Linked DNA regions of Anas platyrhynchos: region 1 is linked to region 2. The links are chromatin contacts, called in public Hi-C maps. All regions are on one chromosome and are shown on one strand. Each heading gives the region's core, a stretch centred on a gene start, on an enhancer-like site or on the middle of the called end of the contact. The rest is flanking DNA. Distances are from core to core; before and after follow the strand shown.

Region 1 (3,562 bases), core at 1,034-3,533, 68 kb before region 2:
TTCCTAGAGAGAAACCACAGTGAAGGAGAGACAATGCCCATACTCTCTCGAGGTACTGCTGGCTGCGTGTGGAACTCACCCTTGCTCAACCAAGGTTTGCGACATTTCTGGTGAGTATCTTTAGCCCGTGCCAGAGCCATTTCTCCTGGGTGAGAAATGATTAAAGGAGCTCTGGGAGAGCTTTCCAGGGACATGTGCCCGTGCTGAATACAAGGACCAACCTCCAGTGTCACAGGATGCACCACTGACTCATCCTAGAGCACACCGATTTCAGAGGAGCAGAAGTGGAAAAAGAAAGGAGTCAGCTAACAGTTATGAACACAACACTTTTTTCCTCCGTTTAGCCCTTCCCTCTTCCTCATAGACACATGTTTTCTGGCACATTTTTTCATACTGTTTCAGTAACATGTCCCCTCACTCAGATATCCCCACTCTGGGCATCCTGGCTGTGGAGCAGCGGTTTTCAGCACAAGGCTGGTCCACCACCTGCTCCCTCCTCTTGCTTCAGTTCATGTCCAACAAGATGTTTTTCATGATGACAGTTTTCACTGTCATCAGAGAGCCCTTCCCACAGCAAGAGGATGCCCACTGGGTGTCCGACCACCTCGTATGTGGATGTTACAAGAGGTGAGATCCTTGCAGAACCACAGCAGGAAGCTTGATAAGGGGGATGTTGTGGATGGCCATGGCCAGCAGGCACAAGAGACACGGGGTGGGCCCTCCACGAGCACTCCACATCCCACCCCTGAAACACAAGGAGCAGCACCCCAGGGCATCCCGGGCTGTTTCTGACACACTCTCCCAGCCCAGACTAAAGCACGCCCGTTCCAGACACGGAAGAGCTCGGTGGAGTTTGTGGTTGAGCTGGGCTGGGCTGGGCAAGTCAAAGACAATATTGTGTGTACAAGGATGTTCTGCTCCCTACCTCTTTTTTTAAGTTATTTTTATTTTTTTTTCCCTGTGTCTCTATGTTTGCACATAGCTGTGGTGGGCAGAACAAGCATTTCTTTAAAAATAACGTGGCTGTGAATGATGACTGGTGAAGAAGGATAAGGCGACAACAAGAGAAATGGTGTTACGTGCACACACGCGTGCAAACCTGGCCATCCAGGAGAGTGGCTGGCCAGAGTTGTCTTTGGTTTTGAAAAGGTGACTTCCTAGGAGTTTTGGGGTACTTGATAATGCCCGTGTTGCTATTTGTCTAGGAGTTTCAGAGCAGGGCTGCAGGATCAGGACAAAGGGGACGTGACTGACTTCAGGACAAGTGGTTTTTACTTTCTGCCAGCGTTGATCTGTTTAAACTTATAAAGTTGCTGTGTCTGCTGCAGGGCAACGGGAACACTCCCTGCATGCCAGTGACTGTCCTGACCAGATTTCCAGTGGCCACAGTGAAAGCTCAACCAAACTGGTGCAGGCGTGGGCACCTACTTGTGGACACCTACATGTAAATGTCTTGGCTTTGGGCTGGATCCCAGCCAGGCAGTCTGCAAGAGCCAGGGGAGGGGGATGTGGAAAGGAGGAGAAGAAATACGACTCTGGGTTTTGCCAACGTGGCTCGTGCCATGAAGGGTTTTCCTGGGATGGGATAGGCACGGCACAGCACAGTCATCCAAGGAAATGAGGAGATGCCACAGAGCTATTTTAATTCACGTCACGCGTGGGAGCATGGGGACAGCGGAGCGGAGCCACCATGGAAGAAAATACAGGTTCATTCGCTTCCCAGCCATCTGGGGAAACAAAGCAGACCAAATGAGTTCAGATTCCATCCCACGGACTTTGGGTGCCCAGGAAACCGTGGCGTGACATCACCCGGCGGAAAGGAGGGAGCAACGCGTGCAGCCTCCGCAACGCTTGTAGGAAACTGTCACTTTTTTTTTTTTTCATGCGATGGGGAAACTTCTGCTTTTAAGAAAATAAATAAATAAATAAATAAATAAATAAATAAACTAATAAATAAACTAATTGGTAATCGACCAGTTGGTCACTGCTTACAATGTGAGGTTGTCCATAGGGTGCAGGGACTTATAGGGAAGTTAAAGCACATGAAAAGCTCACTTTCCACAATTTCATTCTCCGGATAATTTGCTCGTTTATTAGGAGCAGGACACGCTGTGGGCACACAGCTTAAAGGGGCAGGCTGGGGGCTGCGTTGATGGACCGAAATGGCACAGGACCCCTCGCGAGTTGTTTATTTAGGGCATCGGCGTTCCTGTTTTTTCCCCTCAGCAGGCACATGCCAAGCCACAACCGTACGCTCAGCATTTAACCACGGAAATCCTCTTGAAAGCGATCCACGAGCTGCAAACACTAAAACCCTAATTAAAGCAGCCCTTCGAGCCGCCTAAGCCATCCCGAGGGCTGCAGGAGCCGCTCGCTCTTTTATTTTCAGCACCGCCGGAGAAAAAAGAGGAGGAGGGGAAAGGCTGGGTGGGACGCTGCGAGCCACCGCGAAAGGTTGAGAAAGCCCTTCCAGCAGCCCAACCACTCACCGAGGAGCCTCCCTGGAGTTTGTCCCCTCGCTGCCGGCTGCCTTTTCGCCTTCCCGTGCCACCACTTCGCGAGCACCGGGGGGAGAGAACCGGGGCGCACCAGGGCGCACCAGGGCGCACCAGGGCGCACCGGGGCGCACCGGGGGGCACCGAGAAGGGACCGCGGGGGTGGAGCGAGGGGACAGCGGGGAGGGATGTGGCGGCGGGTGGCCGCGCTGTGGCTGTCCCTGTGCCTGTCCCTGCCCCTCTGCCCATCGGCGGCGGCTCGGCTGCGGCTGACGGTGCTGCACACCAACGACGTCCACGCGCGGGTGGAGGCGCGGGGCTGCGCGGGGGCCCCGCGGGGTTGCGGGGAGGGCGGCGTGGCGCGGCGGGCGGCGCGGGTGGCGGCCGAGCGGGCGGCCCCGGGGGGAGGCGCGGTGCTGCTGCTGGACGCCGGGGATCAGTACCAGGGCACCGTCTGGTTCTCCCGCTACAAGGGCCAGGAGGCCGTCCACTTCATGAACCTGCTGCGCTACGACGCCATGGTAAAGAGGGGTGGAGGGGAGAGGGGGGTTATCCCGCTCTTTGGGGTGATGGGGGGTGGCTTTCCTCGCTCCTGGGGTGTCCAGGGGGTGAGAGGAGCCTGGATTGCAGCAAAGGGGTCACAGCCATGCCAAGGGGTCAAAGCCGTGCTGGGGGGCTCGCGGCTGGCAGCTCATCTGGCTTCAATCCTGTGGGAAGGGTCAAGAGGCACGCGGTGGTGGTGCTGTTCCAAAAGGGTTTGGGGTTTTAACCTGCTTGAGACCGGTGCCAGCAGGTTTGGAGATGTGAGGGTCTGGGCGTGAGGTGGCTGTGGGTGGCTGCAGTAGTAGTGTGAGCCACCCAGTGACTATAGCAGAGTGCTTCAGAGGGAGCTGTGCCCTCACGCTGCCTCTTCTGCTCTACCGAGTGCTGAGAGGAAGACTGAGGGATTTGGGATAAGGCTGGGGGATGCTGAGGTCGTTTCTCTCCGCTTCTCAGCCTGTTCCTGTGTAAAGGATTACTGTGGCTTATTTTGCTTGTGTACAACCCCAGAAAGGAGGAAAGAGATG
Region 2 (4,069 bases), core at 949-3,448:
ATCAACAACTTCCTAATAGTTTTCTCGGTAATTTTCAATTTTTTTCCCCACTTAGATTAATTCACTAAAAGACAGCTAAAAGATCATCCCAAGGTTTTAATAATGCCTTACAGTGGTGTCAAAAAATATATCAATTTGCAAGAATCTTCCAAGGTGTTTTATAACTAGGAATGGAATAAGCTCCAGAAGGAAGAAATAGATAACAGAAAGAAGAAACTTACGTGGAAACTGCCTATACTGTCTGTAAGACTGACTTTGGAATTGACATTTAACAAAAATTAAAGAACTAACTACAGCTGGGTAACAGTTATTTCAGATGGAAAAACAATGTTCACACCTTTAAGTCACCTTACCTTGTGGATTCTCCGTACTAATACAGATGCAAAAAACCGCAGCGTGCCTCTCAGTTCATCCACAGAGGATTCATCATCAGTAATATTTCTGCAGTATTGTAAAACAAGTCACCATATAAGAGAAAGGAAGAAAATACATATATATTAATCGAACCACAATATATATTTTACTACTTAAAACTGGAATAAAGACGGTCAGTGATGCTTCAACAGACAGTGACTGAAAAGAAAGCTGCGTGGGCAGAGTGAGCTGCCTTCTATATGAGTAAAATACATAACATTCCCAGTATGTTTGTGCACACAGGAATGACTTAAGTAAAATGTCTCAGTGTAAACTGGAATTATACACCAACATCTGCTTTAATATATTGTCTATGTGATTTTGGGCAAGGAAAATCTAGCCTAGTTTCCACATATCTGAAAACAGTGACTGTTTCCTAGTTCGTTGATCTGAAGTCTGAATGAGTCTGAATTAACATCTTCAAAACCTTTAGAATAAGGACACTGCAAGCACCCATCCCAGTTCAGCTAGTCAAAACTGCATTTTCCATACTGGCTACTCCAAAACCTTCTATACTACACAATTTCAAATAATCTTCTGGCTCAGTACACATGCGGCTTTGTTAACTTTTTATTATAAAGTTGGTAGCTTCTCATGTAGCTTTTAATGACATAGATACATTCCTGGTATTTCAGCTGAGCCTCATCCAAAAGAAAATTTTCACCAGAACTTTTTCAAAAAGTTCTAATACTTAGATGCCATTTAATTCAATAGTATTCCCTTTTAAAAATATAAAATAAAGAACTTAAAACCGACTTCCAAATCACTGTGCCAAAATATCAGCTAGACTTTAATCTGGTTTGCCAATTTCCATCTGCTGCAATACAGTATGCTGGGTGACAAATCACATTAAAACTACTTGAAGTTGATTATGGGAGAAAAATACCTAATTCCGTATCTTTTTTGGGGGAAAACTGTATGCAAATGGGGACTACAGGAAGTCTTAGGTGCAACTAAACTGCAATTAAATTAAGCGGAAAAAGAGATCATAATAGCAGAACTTTGCAAAATGCAACAAAATGGTTAAAAATATACCAACATTTAAGCATATATGGACATTACAGTAGAAGCAAAGACATCGGTAAAACTGCATTGTGACAGCTGAGCAATGGCACAACAAAGAAAGCTGCCTCCTGCCTTAGCTAATGACCATATGGAAAAGCCATCAAAGCTTTCAGTTTGCATAATGCGTATGCAAACCCCCAAATGGTTCTGCATACGTATTAAATGTAAATATCTTTTGTATTAAAAAATAGCCTCAACAGGATGTTTGAAAAGCAAATATGTTATGCCTATAGCATCATTTTACATTATTCAGCATCTGATTTTTACAGCAACGTCAGCCCAAGTTACACAGCATCCAAACGCATCTTGAAGGTGAGCTGTTAGCAGCAGATAGGGTTGAGCACGGTATATCAAGTATATAACTCACTGCATGAAAAGGCACCTCAAAGCAAGCAGCCTGGCATGAGGAATACAGCAATCCTCAGCTAATCGTGTGCAGATAAGACAACTGTAAGGCTTGGTTTGTCACCAGCTGACATTTTGGAAGCAATATTGTTAGCAAATAGCTACGCTGTGTAAGGAAGCCAAGGGATTAGCAAACAGATTTTCTGACTGTACTACTAATATTCTACAGACAAAAAGATAGATGAAGTAATTTGGACCAAGACATTGCTATTTTATTGACACTTGGCTATCCAGTATTCTGGCTAATTCTACTTGGACACAGCTTTGTGCCACGTACTTTCATGCCGTGCCATAGGTTAGCAGAGACATTCTTTTAATCATCAGTGGGCTGGAGAATGGTTAAAAGAACATCAAGAACTTGTAAAATCCCAAACCTCCAGTGACACAGTGGAAGATCCAAATAACTTGCTCAGAAGCATTTTTTAAATTGGCTGCATTTTCCCAGAATTTGCAGAAAAACTTAAAAACACAACTACCAGTATAATGGAGAAATTTGCTAAAAGAAAAAGGCCCAGTCTGCTAATTGTAAACAGTTACTGAGTCAAACATCCCAAAAGAGATACACCCAACTTGCATGCAAAGCTCTGTGGGATCCAATGATAGATGAAAACCACATCCAAATACTGAAGTAATTATTTTTTCCTGATTGTCAATTATTCTTATGAAATTTAAACAACTCTTAAAAAAAAAGAACAAAGGAAATACATTGTAAGCTGATATGATTTGAAACTATGATTTGTAATTAAATGAAAATCCTGAATTTTTACTGCATTGTTTACACTTGGAATAGAAGCAGCTCCGTATGCGAAAACGCTGATTTTAGTCACTATCAAGGAAAAAAAAAGTTTTCATGGTAACATATTAGAAAAACACAGTAATTACTCAATTAGATTAGAAACCAGAGAACTGAAATTGCAATTGCATCAGTGACAAAAAAAAAATCACTAAGTATAGAGTAACACATTCAAATTTTAAAGTCGCCTATTTAAAATGAGGAAAAAGCTGGTAAAAGCAAGACATTACACAGTCTTATTGAACAGCATGCTGCATAAGTAACAGATTCAGACTGGTGTTGTGTAGTTTTGTAGTTGGATTACTTACAACTATGCTTTATTCCCATATACTTGAAAAATAACTCAATAAAATATTGGAAGATAACCAGTATAAATACCTTGATAAATCCCAAACAATTCATATAGGTGCAACTACCTACTTCAGTAGAGTTCATAGGATTTTAAGTACTAATCTTCTTTCTTCTAAATTAATCTTAGTTTAGGGATCTTTACCTCTAAATTTTAACTTGCTAATAAAACATTACAAATTCTTACACTGTTTGTTAATAATATAAGCACAAAACACAGCTTTTCCCTGATTAACTTTATTTCTGAAGCAACAAATCTATGGTTTTGTCTTGCAACACACATTTCTGGTAAGCATTACATTGCCTCAGCTTCTGAGTGGGTTGTCAGGTTACTTGTCTAATGCCCAGAGAGTGCAAGGTGCTGCAAGAAAGCATAAGCTGGCAGTGGAAAGAGAGAGAAAAAAAAAAAAGAGGAATTGTCTACATAAACTCCATTTGAAAGGGGGTCAGCTAGCATAAGGAGTTGTGCCAGACTTTTCTCAAAGGGAAGCAGCAGACAGCTTTATCAACCTCACCTGGCAAGCCTGAGTTGCCTGCTGGTGGTTACCCACATTGCTAAAACAAGCCCAGCCTAGAGGTGAAAGCTTCTGATTTGGCTCTATGAAGAATTAGCTGGGGTTACTGAGGTGTGGTAGCTCAGGAAAAACATTTAATGAATTCAGGAGTCCTTCCTCCAGGGTCAGCTGAGCTGTACAAAAGGCAAAGGTAGGTCTAAGCAGGAAAAGCCAGACCTAACATGCTCTACAAGAGAGACCTCAAATGGCAGCACACACGGTTCAGGCATCCCTGCATGACTGCTGCTGGCAACACAGAAAAGCACAGAAACACCTGAATGAGAACACAGAGAACGAGACAAACGTTAACAATACTACTACTGGGTTGAAACCAGCAAACCTTTCAGGACCAAGCTCTATGCCTGAAGAATTACAAATAGCACTGCACTACAGCTCACTGAACTCCCAGTTCAGACTCGTGGAAAGCTCATTAGGTCTGATCAGCCTGGTGTGACTTCATGGAGCTAGTTCAAAATTCAGAGGTGCAGCC

The links. Hi-C and Micro-C count contacts between places; a contact is called where the count stands out from the background.
Region 1: a contact with region 2 is called in a Hi-C map of subcutaneous adipose tissue, with 4 times the contacts expected there. The contact joins the promoter of NT5E here to the enhancer-like site in region 2. A contact is called at or near these places in 3 of 8 Hi-C or Micro-C datasets (liver, skeletal muscle and subcutaneous adipose tissue).

The regions. Positions count from the first base shown.
Region 1 is chr3:83,854,018-83,857,579 of IASCAAS_PekinDuck_T2T, reverse strand. It overlaps NT5E (5'-nucleotidase ecto), which reads left to right and starts at 2,283. Exons shown (of 9, transcript XM_027454936.3): 1 at 2,283-3,016. The coding sequence starts at 2,684. LOC140002229 (a long non-coding RNA gene) reads right to left here and starts at 2,629. Exons shown (of 2, transcript XR_011808475.1): 1 at 2,490-2,629; 2 at 1-1,727.
Region 2 is chr3:83,785,795-83,789,863 of IASCAAS_PekinDuck_T2T, reverse strand. It overlaps SNX14 (sorting nexin 14), which reads right to left. Exons shown (of 29, transcript XM_038177708.2): 6 at 354-441. Among named protein-coding and RNA genes, the nearest start is that of SNX14, 13 kb to the right of the region's middle. Within about 2 kb of position 2,198, at least 1 of the 8 cell types and tissues checked has an H3K27ac peak or open chromatin away from gene starts, as enhancers often do. A contact at or near this core is called in subcutaneous adipose tissue, where this site is marked.